Linked DNA regions of Zea mays: region 1 is linked to region 2. A link is a contact called in public Hi-C data. All regions are on one chromosome and are shown on one strand. The core of a region is the stretch at or near the end of the contact, and the rest is flanking DNA. Distances in the headings are between cores, read along the strand shown. Region 1 holds the start of LOC100191413 (calcium ion binding). Region 2 holds the start of LOC100501457 (RNA-binding (RRM/RBD/RNP motifs) family protein).

Evidence for each region. Hi-C and Micro-C count contacts between places; a contact is called where the count stands out from the background.
Region 1: a contact with region 2 is called in a Hi-C map of ear, with 2.2 times the contacts expected there. The contact joins the promoter of LOC100191413 here to the promoter of LOC100501457 in region 2. A contact is called at or near these places in 2 of 25 Hi-C or Micro-C datasets (ear and leaf).

What each region holds. Positions count from the first base shown.
Region 1 is chr1:241,246,019-241,252,816 of Zm-B73-REFERENCE-NAM-5.0, forward strand. It overlaps LOC100191413 (calcium ion binding), which reads right to left and starts at 4,013. Exons shown (of 1, transcript NM_001136847.1): 1 at 1,705-4,013. The coding sequence starts at 3,885. The coding sequence ends at 1,972.
Region 2 is chr1:240,990,795-240,997,586 of Zm-B73-REFERENCE-NAM-5.0, forward strand. It overlaps LOC100501457 (RNA-binding (RRM/RBD/RNP motifs) family protein), which reads right to left and starts at 3,736. Exons shown (of 9, transcript NM_001196167.1): 1 at 3,504-3,736; 2 at 2,986-3,034; 3 at 2,652-2,740; 4 at 2,486-2,542; 5 at 2,331-2,393; 6 at 2,166-2,231; 7 at 1,158-1,244; 8 at 659-752; 9 at 1-289. The coding sequence starts at 3,608.

The DNA of each region.
Region 1 (6,798 bases), core at 2,763-5,262, 260 kb after region 2:
CAAAACAGATGACGAGACATCAGCTAACTTGAGTCAAGAGTTACTTGCATGATCGAGACATCAGCTAACTTGAGTTAAGAGTTACTTGCATGATCGGGCAAGCATACGAGGTAGGCATGCTAATTCTTATCAGTTTGCTCTTAGTGATCAGACTTCTAGATTTTTTGTGTTGACCATGGACAAATAATACAGAGTTGTGTTCATGTGGTTTGCTTAGGCACAGACATGTCAAAGATTAGCATGGTTTATTAAACATCTTACGATAAATTGTATTAATTCATAGATTTCTTAGGCATGTACTGTAATTAAATATAGCTTTGATTTTGTTGTATCCCATCTTAGTTGCAAGCTTCTATTATTGAACTGAAATTGAGGTTGACATATTTTCCTTTCTGAATTTTGTGTCGCTTGCCATTTGGTAAGGTCTAAATCTGAAAGCATGAACACGGTTTTCTTCCTCTTTTTAGATTACTGAATGGATGAGCAACCGATCTATAAAAGAGATATAAGAATGTATGATAGTCTATATTTTTCCCACTGAATTTTATGTTGCCAATTTTCTCAAGTATATAAGTGCAGGAGATTCAAATATTAGTCAGGGTGTCTTGATACATGTTGAGCCTTCGCTTCAAGTTTTATGTCTAGTAACATATAAATTTTTTATTCTAGACAAGGATCATCAGTTCAACAATCTCCTCTAGCTGCCCCTTCAGCTGGATCTCCATCTCAAGCTACTGCAAATCCACAAGGAACCAGTGGTATTCAAGGAGCCTCTTCTACCGACAATAAATTCAGTAGCAGGAAACAACTTCCAGCGGTATGTCATATATGATTAGTTGCATGTTTTGTGTCTTCTAACGTTAATGAGCATTTTCTTGATTGAATGTCATGTCACTGAGTGGAGTTTTATTTGACAAGCACTACATATGTTGTCAGGTAGTTAAGTGAAAGACTCTAAATGTTGCGGGTTTGTAACTAGGTAGCCTTTAGGTCGTGCTAACTACTTATTATCTGATCATTGCAACTTATAAATTTTGGACGATGAACAACTTATAAATGTACCAAGCTCTGTTCTTAAGGCGTCGCCTAGGCGTCCGGGCGGTGGTCTAACGCCTAGGCGCCTTGCCCGCCTACCTCGCCTAGGCGTCGCCTAGGCGCCGCCTAGGCGTCCGGGCGGTGCTCCAACGCCTTGGACCGCCTTACCGCTTTAAAAACCATGGTACCAAGATTGTATGTATATCATCGTATCTCATGTTTATTCATGTAAAAAAGAACAATTAATATTATGTTATTTCAGTACTCTTATATGCAATATCCCTTCTTCTTTATATACACATTTTTGACATAATCATAAAAAAATGCATGCAGGGCGCGCGTTAGACACTAGTTGACATATCAGTCCGACACATTCCATGGCTGATGTGACTATGTGAGCTGAGAAACCAGGCTACCTGACCACAACAAGGTCAACAGGAAGGCAGGCTTATCAAGATGACAATCACCAAGTACCCGCGAACTCAACAAAGGATGGTTCTTCAGTTTAGCAGCATAAGGTATAGAGGCAGGAAAGGCGAGCAATGCAGGTAACAAGGTGTACTGAATATTGATGTTCGTGTTAGATTTATTGAACTGAATTTATATTTGTCAAAGACAACAAATATGAAAAAACACACAAATCATAGAATGGAGAGTAACATGGGTCATGGTGGAAAAATCCAAGTGAGCTATATAGAAGAGATACAGAAGACAACTGCAATAATGCATGTTCAACTAAACAGCACAAGCCCAATGCATGAACTGAATGTACTAATGTAATCTGGAAACACAAAACAGTGGTATAACAAAAAGTGATACCAGCTACTTAGCTACAACAAGACTAGGCGTGGCATAAGAGACACCAATAACACAGTCGAAAATATCCTCTGAAGCATAATATTTCATAGTATCAGCTCACCTTAGCCCACCAAATGTTCAGGAAGAAGCTGAGCATGTATTCACGCCATCCTTGCAATCACGTGTAAGCTCGTTGAATGTCTCCACATGCCTCTTCCCCCTCAAGAATACCTCAGTGTCAACTGCAATCCTCATATAGCCATCAAATTCTACTGGCTGACCATTGCTCAGCTCCTTAGTTTCAGTGAACCACTCACTATTCTCATCCCACAGGTACTTGAAATCATCAAGGAAGTGTGTTTTATACTTTTCCTTGAGTGGGTTAAAGAACGATTTGTCAGGTTCATTGGTAGCAATGTACAAATACCGGCCAGCACCAACCTTATCATTAAGTGCCATAAGGAGACTGTCTGGTGAGGTATCTCTGTCAAGGTTTGGCCAAAGTTGTGTGTTCTGCGCTTTCTCCCCTCTGACAACATGGACCGAGTCAAAGTCCCAGTTCATCCGTGAGGCAATGGCAGATACAATCTCCATCAAGCGACGAGATTTCCACAGGAAATGCCATGGGCGCTTGATTATTCCCTCAGTCTCACCCTCGCACACACGTGACCAATAGTTATCAGGCTCAACATTCCCAAACTTCCTCATGATCAATGTGTCCTTGATGTCACGAAGTTTCATTGGGGTCATCCTGATGTCTTCAGTGTAGAAGTTCTTGAGCCTATCTTTCTTGTGCCACTGTCCCCAATCTTGCCAGAACTGGCTCTGGTCAATCACGGACGCAGATTGCTTCAAATGCTCAAAATCAAAGTAGAGCCTGAAATCTCTTTCTTCATCCTTGCCACTCGAAGTATACCGTGCATTGAGGCAGACATTCAAGTCCATGACAAGAGTCCGGTTCAAGAATTGTGCCTCACCAAGGGCACACAAGAACCCCCAAATGAAATGGTTCATGCTCTTGCACCTCTCGCCACCACCAATGTAAATAAGGTACTTACCACGGCTGAAATCAGACTCAGAAGCAACCACTGGCAAGCTGTCATTGACAGCCTCACCAACAACAAACACCGGCTCCGCTGCAGCCCCAGCAGCCTCATTGTTGGCGGTGTTCTCGTCCAGCCTAATCTGTGTCTTAACCGGCACGAAGTCAGTCACAGGTGCATCCTGCTTTCCCTTCTTCCCTTTCTTCCCCTTGCGCCGTCCATTGCGCTTGGCACCCACACCCGAGTGGTATTCACCCACGGTGTCGACGACGAGGCTGCAGGTGTTGACGTCGCGGGTAAGCGTGAACCGGCGGTAGTCCTTGTAGTATGTGGTCCGGCCGGTGCCGATGGCGTCGGCAGCGGGGCGGAAGCGCCACGCGAGGTCACACTCCATGGGACTCCCCGGCACCGCCACGGGACGGCCAAAGCGGTAGAAGTGGAGGTCGGGGAACCGCTCGATGGCCGCGCGCATGAGCAGGTTGAAGAGTTCCCTGTCTCCTGTGCAGTCCACGGGCGCCTCCGTGTCGCAGGAAACCGCCTCCGCAACGGCGGTTTCCTCCGCCACCGCTGCACCCTCGCCCGTGGCCGCATCAGTGTCGACGGTGACGGCCCGCTCCGTCTCGGGCTCCGTCTTCTCGGCCTCGGCGCCAACTTCGGAGAGCTTGATGAACGGGACGGCCTCCGCGACGACTTCGACACCCCCAGCGGCGACCTCGCCGGCGGCGCCGGTGGACGAGGAGTTGAAGTCCTCCCCGGTGCGCAGCACGGAGTCGTCAGTGAGGAAGGTGGAGGTGGAAGTGGCGGAGGTGAGGAAATCGGTGAGCTGGTGAGAGGACGGGTGGAGGAGCGGATCGTCGGGGCTGTGGAACGCCGCGAGGAGCGTGAATGCGAGCACGGCCGCCACGAAGAGCGCGAAGAGGAGGTTGCCCCCCGACCGCAGCGCGGCGCGAAGGTCTGGCACCCCGCCGCGCCACCGTGGCGCGGACAGTGCCGCCGCCCGCCCCAGCATTCGCGGATCTGGATTCGGATTGGGAGTGAAGTGGGGGAATAGGAGGGATCTGGCTGGAGGGGGCGGAGTGGCGGACGCCGACAAGGCGACAGGACGCGAGCGAGCGGGCGTGGAGATCACTCCTCCCGTCCTCCGTACTGGGCACGCGGCCGCCGGTAGTGGTAGCTTAACGGAGTTGCAACATTTGTCGGTCGGCCAGCCGGCCCGTTGACTGTTGCAAACTGCGGCCCGGGGATTTCGGCCTGGCCTGTTCATGGGGTCTCACGGGCTGCGTTGGGCCTGGGTTATCCATGGAACTTTTCTATTTCACCTATAGATGGCAATGGGTCTCGATCCCGATTATCCGCGAAGAATTCTTTCATTAAGGACTAGTTTGATAACCCCATTTTCCATGGTATTTCTAATTTCCCAAGGGAAAATAAACTTTAGAAAAATGAAAAACTCGTGGGAAAAATGGAGTTCTCAAACTAGCTCTAAGAGATAGTTTGGGGAATTGGATGAAATAAAATCCACTCCTTATTCAATTTGGAATAAAAAGTGGATTTTAGTCCCTCAAATTTCCTCCGGTTTTAGACTCTCAAACTAGCCCTAAGGGATGAGGATAGAGAAGTTTCTTTCCCCACGAGGATGTTAATGGGGAAAAATTCTCCCCCGACAGTAAACGGGGACTTCCCCGTGGGGACCCGTTAAGCTTACATCTGACGGTGTTTTATAATAGTTAATGATAAAAATAAACAATGACATTGTCAAGAGATCACTTGTTGTACAAATATGTTCATTTTGATGTACACATAATATTTTTTTACATCTCACAATGTGTATAAATGACAATGTTTCCATTAATAACAAAGAAAGTATGTCTTGAGTATAATTTACGCGGGGATGGAGATCCCCGATGGGGATTTATCCCGCAGGTAATGGTGATGGGAAAGAAATGTCCCCCGCAACCATTCAGGGGATCTCCATGGAGAATTTTTTTTTTCTCTCGGTGATGGAGATGGGGAGGTACAACCCGACAGGGAATTCCTCGTTGCCATCCCTAATTGCACCACCTTAGCACTCATCACATGCTGGAATTCTCGTGAAAGGTCTGATATCCTAAGGATGTCTTCAGCAGATCGTGCATATAGTTATATAAAACATGTTTTGTATTGTATACCGCATTGTTCATATAGTGAAGTTTAGAATACAAGATATGATAGAAGATAGAATGAGAAAGTTGTTGGAGACAGTCTAATGGTTATAGGAATCTCGCCTAGTGTAAAAGGAACGAGGTGTGGTTTTGGTGGGAGAAGGAAGCTAGAGATAAGACATTAATGATTAATGCAAGATAAAATCTACATAGTTTAGCACTAAAAGTTCATCAGTTCATCATGATCTTCTAGCGTGTTTTGATGGCTAAATAACAAAATAATTATAATTAACAAAATAATGAGTTTGATGAATCCCTAAGTAGGTTTCGGTGCTAATGATGATATAAAACTCATGTCATACCTTCAATGGTTTTAATAAGCCAAAAATAGATAAAGAGAAATGAGCATGGTGTGGCCTCAAATAGTAGTTTGCTTTGCATGAACAAGAAGAGATTTATAGTGGATTGTTATTGATCAAGTATTGAAGAATGAGTTAGGAATGGGTAGGCAAATAAATTATAGGCAAAGGTTAAATGATAAAGTATACAATATATAATGAATATAAGATAGTCTTGATATTGGTTTGCTTTATGGACAAAGACTTAGAAAATCACTATGCATTGATATTGATCAAGTTGGAAGAATAAAGAAGGACAATGTTATTATGAACAAACATTGAAATGCATATTGAGGGTGCCAGGCTAAAATGAATGATATAAGAAATCATGAATTGGCTTGACCATATTTGGAATATGACTTGGATATGGATAATGTTTGTATGTGTCTTCAAATGGATGTTGCTTACTTTTGTGGTGGATGAGAGCTCTATGCCTCTATCCTAAGCTTCGTGAGACACTCTCAACCCTATCTTTGTGAGATCAAACATTATTTGAGAAATCTAAGTGTTGGGTTGAGAGATTGAATTGGAGAGTAAAAGAAAGCAACCCAAACAAGAAGAACTTGTCAAATTCATGAAGCATTTGCTACTCTCGGTGTTTCCTAGACAGAAATTTTCTTGAGGGTGAATAATGACAACCTCACATATGGAGAGTTATCATCAATGGAAAGTTGTGTTGGTGTAGGGATTCATACATCGAATAGGCCAAAGCTTGACATTCTCAGAGATTTTGTTGATGTTGAATGTCCTCATCTCACATCCGAAGAATTATCATAGAAGGAAAGTTGTGTTGGTGCATGGACCCATACATTGAATATGCACTAGTATCCCTCGGTCTGTCATCCCTCGTCCTTAACACTGTTTGTTGAAATTAGAATTGCAAAACCTTCGTTGATGCCATAGCCATACCATACCACTCATGTCATGGCCTGATCGTCTCAAAAAATTTATGTCATCTTCCACCTCCCTTAAAAGTTAAAACGCACAGTATATGTGTACAATAGTCATCTAATTAAATTGTGTTGATATCCTTTTAGTTTCTCACACAAGATTATTTTTTATTTCGCTAGCATTTAGTATGAGGCATGGAAGCTGTTTGATTCAAAGTTAGATAAATATAATTAAATCACAAAATAGCTAGCTCATTAACATTGACACAAGCGATACACAATAAATTCCACATTGTGTTTGCTAATAACTAATTGAATGGGAGATTCATAACTATAGATTTTCTAGGTATAGAAAAAAAAATCTTCAAGGTATAGGTGGACATAAGGGGATCCATTCGAGTTAAGGGCATATTTGAAATGTGATTTTTTATGTTTATCTGTTTTCCTATAAAATTCCTGCTAAGGCCATACCTTGGATTTGGTGGCTCATGAA
Region 2 (6,792 bases), core at 2,486-4,985:
CTCATCGGGAGCCTGTACTGGAGTTGAGATGACATGTGGGGAGGCATAGAATGTTGAGCGGGCCAGGCAGGTTGCCCGTGCATCTGCATTGGAGGGGGGAATTGTCCAACAGGTGGTGGTGGTGGTGGTTGTCGAATGTGTTGAATCTGTCCCGGAATTGTGCCATTGCCAAAAGGCCGTGGCACAGGCGGACCACCATTTGGAAGACCTTGGGTCGGCGGACCACTTGCAAACATTGTGTGTGGCCTATTCTTCTGAGATCCTGGATTGTTTGATGCCAGCAGTCGCTCTGTCAATGGAAAACAACATATTAGATCGTTGTGAGTGTAAAAATATTGAAGAAGGACCGTTAGGATGTAAAAGGACAATTCAGTTGAAGAATTTTTATAAGTATCCTGTTTTTAAGAGCTAAAACAACTTCTTCGTGAACTAGCTCCTGTTTGGCAGAGCTTGAGCTCAATTCTTTTTAAGCTGAGCCAAGCAGATCTCAAGACTAAGAATGGAAATTTCACTTGTGTACGCGGGCGTGTGTATGTAAAATACGGTTTGCTTGGAGACTCTGGATTAGGATGAAATATAAATATTGAGTGAACTGAAGAGTAACCCATGTGCTGGTTGCCAGTGAATCAACTGGATCAATGTCATCAAAACACATTACCTGCTGGTGTGCCATGGCGCTCTCCTTTTGTGTCTTTCTTGTAAGCATAAGAGACAGTGATTGGCCGGTTGCACAAATGTTGGTTGTTCATGGCCTGAAAAATACAGCACAGAAAGAAGCATGAAACAAAAGCCAGACAACCAAAATCACTAAGGGCCTGTTCCTTGTAGTGCCACTCCATGTGGATTGTAGTGGATTGAGTGGGTTTGAATCCCCTATCAAATCAAAATCCTTCTTAACTTCTTTTAATCCCCTCCAATCCATATGGGATGGGAATAACCGAACAAGGCCTAAAAGGTCAGACCCAGTGCTGGAGGCTCCCACATGAGTTGGGTCTGAGGAGGGATAAAGCAAGGAAAACCTTGTCCCGCAAATACGGAAAAGCTGATTCGAACCTAAGACCTGGTGACTCAATGAGATAGCTCTCATCACTGAACCAGGCCTGCCCTTGAATCATTGCAAATTGGAATACAAGAAATCATTGTGATGATTACATTACCTCTATTGCTTGATCAGATGACTCGAAGGATTCATAGCTCACAAAGCCAAAGCCTCTAGAATTTCCAGTTTCAGGGTCTCGCATTATCTTTGACAAAAGAAAAAGATTAATAAACTACTGCAGGTGACAACTATGCTTCAGAAAATAACAGACACTGCATACACATGAGGTGTTACTCCTAAAACCATCTCTAATTTTATAACAGATACATACATCTTACAAGACGACTGATTAGATGAGTTTATCTTAGAACATGCACACATGGAGTTGTGCCCAGAATACCCCAAAAGATCTATGAGCAATATCAAACAGGATAATGGTTACCATGATTTTAGCTCATATAATCTCTCAGCTATTATTGTATTTTGTACAAACGAAAGCAGATAGAGCTATCAACTGATAAGCGCTTCATAATTTGAAATCGACTAAACACCATTACACACAAGTTCAAGTGACACAAGACCTTGAAAGTAATTGAATCATGAAATGTAAGTATAGTGAGTTCAGTTTATCCTAAACTACCACATGTATTTTGGTTTAGGAGTTTATATAATACCGCTGCTCGTAAATCAGATATTATATTCGCCTGTTCAGCTGTTAGATCATTAGCAGAAAAGAGAAAATGTTAGGGCCCCTAAGGTAGGTTAGATAGAGATAAGGCTAGTTTGGGATAAGATTAGAATTAGAGATAAGATTAGATCTAGTGCTCAGAGGTCAAGTAACCCTCTCTATATAAGGAGAAGGATTGTATTGTATCAATTGAAGGTAAGCAAGAGATTAGGAGGAAATCCCTTCTCCCTTGCCAGCCGTGGGTAAAGCCCTACGGCCGGCCTCCCCAGCGCCCCTAACCCTAGCCGTCGCCCTCTAACCCTCGCAGCCCCATCTAGCGATCAGTACTCGCGATCCTAGGAACCACATAACATCAGCCCCAAACGCTGACCATAACAGAAAACAACAAATCAATATAACTTGGCATGATTCATGAAGATAAAAGTTGTCGTGCGTCACCTTAGGATTAGTCACAATCACTCCAAATGCACTGAAGGTATCATAAAGGAGCTTTTCATCAACATCCTGTTAACAATGCAAACATGAAAATATACTCAGTATTCAGATGGATTGATTCAAATGAATTGAAGAGCTGATAATAAAGAGTAGGATTTAGGCCTTCACCGGATCAAGATTGCCAATAAACAGATTTGCTCCAACGTCCAAGCTCTTCTTATCCTGTGAAGCCTGCAATATGAAAACATAATTATGTTATGTTCAAACGATACTTGTTTTTTCAAAGCCACAATGATAAAATACTAAAGGTGACGTGAAAATACCTTGTTTACTCTTATGGGCTTCCCATATAGTTTGATCATGTTCAAAATCTTAATGGCCTGTGGAAAGCAAACAATTTAGATAAAAGGGTAACTAAATATGGATGGGGCAATCAACCAGAGGAAATATAAAAGGTAAACAATGACTTTGCAAATATAATAGACTTACATAATCTGCATCTTCCTCACTCCTGAATTCTACAAATCCATATCCCTGGTGTAAATTTGTAACTCTGTCTTTTGGGACATACACATTAACTACAAATGGAAGAATAGTGATTCTGTTAATAAAAGTAAAAAGGAATGTATTTGTTTTATATCTAAAAAAACATCAATAACATAATAATATAGACAATCAAAAACCAAAGAAAAAAGAATAAAAAATGCTGAAAGGCAATTATTCAACAAAACGCACAAATGCTGTTATAGGACAAGAAAAAAGTGCTACATACAGCAAAACTCTCATCTCACTACAGAAAAATATATTTAAAAAGTCCACTTACCAACAGGGCCTGCTTGGACAAATAATTCCCATAGAAGCTCCTCGGAAACCTATTAGATATGGTCATATGGAAGAACTGTCAGCACAGATACTGAAGAAACAATGTATGACCATATACTACAGGATGTTCATTGTTTACTATACAGGAGAAGGAGCAAAGATGTGCTCCGCCAGGAGAATTACTATGTGCGTATGAATCTGAAGGGCTAAACAGCAATGTTCATCCCAACCTAACAATAGCAGTACACTTTACGTATAGTTTAAGATGTAATGTACTTTAACAACAACGATTGTAACATTACCACCTAGCAAAAACACGCACAGTTTTCACAGCAACCATTCAATCTGCCGCCACTCGCGCTGTCCTTGCAATATCGTTGCGCCGCCGCCACTGTACCTTCGATTAAGGAGCAGCGACTTACTCACCCGTTCACGCAAGTAATTCTGTGCTTCGGGGATATCTTATTAAGGGCGTGGATCTAAGGGCCGAAATAGCGAGGGGTTTTGTGGAACCCTAACCTGAGGGTCGAGGTTGCCGACGTAGGTGGTGGCGTCCTGGTTGCGCTCCGCCGAGTGCTGCCCGAGCAGGTTCGCGCCCACGCCCGGCGCTATGCGGATCGTCATGGCTGACTTGCTGGCCCCTCCGTCGCCGCTGCAAGGCGCGGCGGGGTCACTGGACGGCAGCGGAGAGCTGTGGACGGGACGCGGAGCGACGCGGCGGTGCTGAGGAGAGGTTTTGGTTGAGGTTCTCGGGTCGGGCCAGAGTGCCAGACCGCCAGAGTCCCTTGCTTACTGGCCCAGTTCCACGTCGAGGCTGTGCAGAGAAAGGCGGTAAGCGATTTCGGGCCAGGCTGTTAACACCGTGGTCCATGGGCCTTCCAAATGTTTAAGCTTTCTTCTGAAATGCAGGGATTCCAGGGAAATCATGCAGTACAGGGATCAATTCATTTTTACAAGAAAAATTGTAGGAAACAGAGAAAAAAAATCCGTATTTCAAAGGGAGCCGTAAAGACGAACCTCAAAAGATGTTCATGGTTTCAGCGTTGGCTACGTTCCTACTTTCCATTGATGTGACCCAACTACCGTCTACTATAAAGTTGTTCATGGTTTGCAGCCATCTTCATAAACACATTGAACCCAATGCAGTTCCTGATTTACCAGGCCTTTTGTCCTTGATGCTACACTCGCCTCCCATCAAACGTTCATCTGGTCAAGGTTACGCCCAGCGCCCTCAGCGCAAGGAAGAATGCAACCACAGCTATGGCCACTGCTACGCGCCTACGCCGCACGCCAGGCCTTCTCCAAATCCTGAGGATGCTGGTACATCAGCCATGGATGCAGCAGCGTCCACTCCCTATGATGCTATCCGTATGGATTGCCTGGCTAGTTCCGACAAGAACCATTTTGCCCCACAATAGCGCATTTATTGTACTGTCAGCTTACGACAAGTTCTGAATGCTTGTGACCCTTTTTTGTTATTATTAGGCCAACGAGTGAATTAAACAATGGCCAATGGGAGAGTCCAGAACTTTTGGGTACTGAGTACTGACTGTGTGAATGCGTGATGGGTAGGTAAGTTGATCACCCTTCACGACCGGAATCATGGACTTAGTCGGGGGATACTTAACTCGTTTTCTGATCCCTGAAAATATCCAGGGCAATGATACATAGAGAGGGTCCTTGGTGATCATTGAGATTGGGGACGAATAAATCTTAAATGCCGTTTGGTTTACAAAATTTAATGTAAATAGTAACGATAATTATTCACACTTGATTATCAGCGATAACAAATTTAAATATGATAATATTAATTTTCTAGTGTAGTATTTTATTATAATTGGACTTAAACAAACATATAGTTTAACGTTATCGGTTACTGAACGGACCAATAATTCAGCTGTCTAAATCAGTATATGTGCATGCGGAGAAAACAACATGCAACTGTTGTTGGTGGTGCTCCGTGTGGACATCTCCAATTATTGTGGGAAAGGGTTAAAAAAACTCAGAACCGAGTGCTTCTATTTTGTTAGATTAGAACGAACTGGCCCGTCTAGTTTGAAGATGACAGCTCTGGATACTATTCGTTCCAGTAATCTTCTAAACAATTTAAACCGACTTGGATCTTGTGACGCTTCTAAGAATACTAGAACATAAAAGCGCCCTTACGGGCGTCCTACCAGAACACAAAAAATTAAGAAATGTTTATAACAATGCAAACAATTATCCCTAAAAATTGTAATGACCTTTTGTACACCATACTTGCCATGATCTGCAGTTAGATTTAAAAGACTTGAATGAATAAAAACGACGTGTCTGAGGATTTGTACTTCTCAAGACGAATCATTCTCAATTATCATTCAGCTATGATGCCCATTTGTGGTTTGCTTTATAGGTCAATATATGTTCTGCTTGTAATCGACTTTTCCTGATATATAGCCGTGTTAGCCTATTTTTGATGAATGGTAATTGCTTCTGAAAATGAACCAGCAGCACACATATAATATTAGTTAATATGAGTTTCTTTCCTTCAAGTAGAGAGCTTGGCGATTTCAAGGCATTCCCCAGGTTCGATTGCAGGTTTTGCAACAACGGTTGTCCCTAGACATTGGGGATGCACAAAGGTAGCAGAATCAATGGCTGCACCTGTAAATTGGAACAAAGATGATGATCATCATTTGTACTCAGTGTAATGAATGTTCTATTCGTGAGTAGTACCCGTAAATGATAAATACATAGCCCCTGATCTTCTCCACATATATCTTGCACTCGGGGCACCTTGCCACTTGCTCTCTTGTTCAACCTTCCTCGGCAGTAGGTCCTCTCTGCCCTGCTCATCCTTCCTCGGTCGTTGGAACTTGAACTCTGCGCAAGCGACACCAGTGTGTCATGGAACCTTACACTGGGCACAGAACATCCGGCAGCAGTGTGGGCACTCCACATTTGCTATCAATGCCTCACCATGCTCAGGATCATCATCCACAGAGCAAAGCATTCCGTCAAGGGGCAGTAGAATCTGAGTGAACCCAATGACGAGTCACAGAGTGGAAGGCATCTTGTAGGGGTTTCAGTAGAACCATTTTATTCTTGATCTCCTGCTAATATGCCAACCCATCAACATACATGTGACTCAAATCTTTGTAAAGAAAATTGATAACCCACCAAAGACATATGAATCTCGACCAAGCGACTTAGATTGTAGCATTTCATCGCCAACATGAAGAAAATGGTACTCCCTAGAAGTACACATAAATACATAATGATACAGAAAGGAGAAACCCATTACAAATGCTAAGTTATTGGTCAATGCATGAAAAGGTTGTGACATATAGTACAGTGATATTAAGAAAAAAATACACAATGAGCGGAATATGGAAGTGCTGGAAGCTAAAAAAACAAATCGGGTTAGCTCATAATACAATGTGCCTCTGAAGGAGTTTAGCTAAGACTCATAATATTTTTAGTTTTGTGTCCCAATATCTACAAATACAAATATCCTAGCAAAAGTGGTCTCATGTTGACTTATCCAGACGAAATGATGTGCAATTTATATTGGAAAATACAACCATTTAGTGATTCCGTATGTAGAGATTCTATCTTAGTTTCAGGGGCACATTGTTAAATTTTATTTGCGGGGGCAGTCAATATAAATGTACAAGCAAAGGAAACTGAGTTCTAAGCTTATATGCCATCAATTCTACTAAACCGATGCCATCTTGTGAAACAACTATATATCGTATCCGTGTTGAAGCTGTTGTGTACTATGTACAAAGAGTAATTCCATGAAATTGGTAAGCTGTTTTTAAAGAAC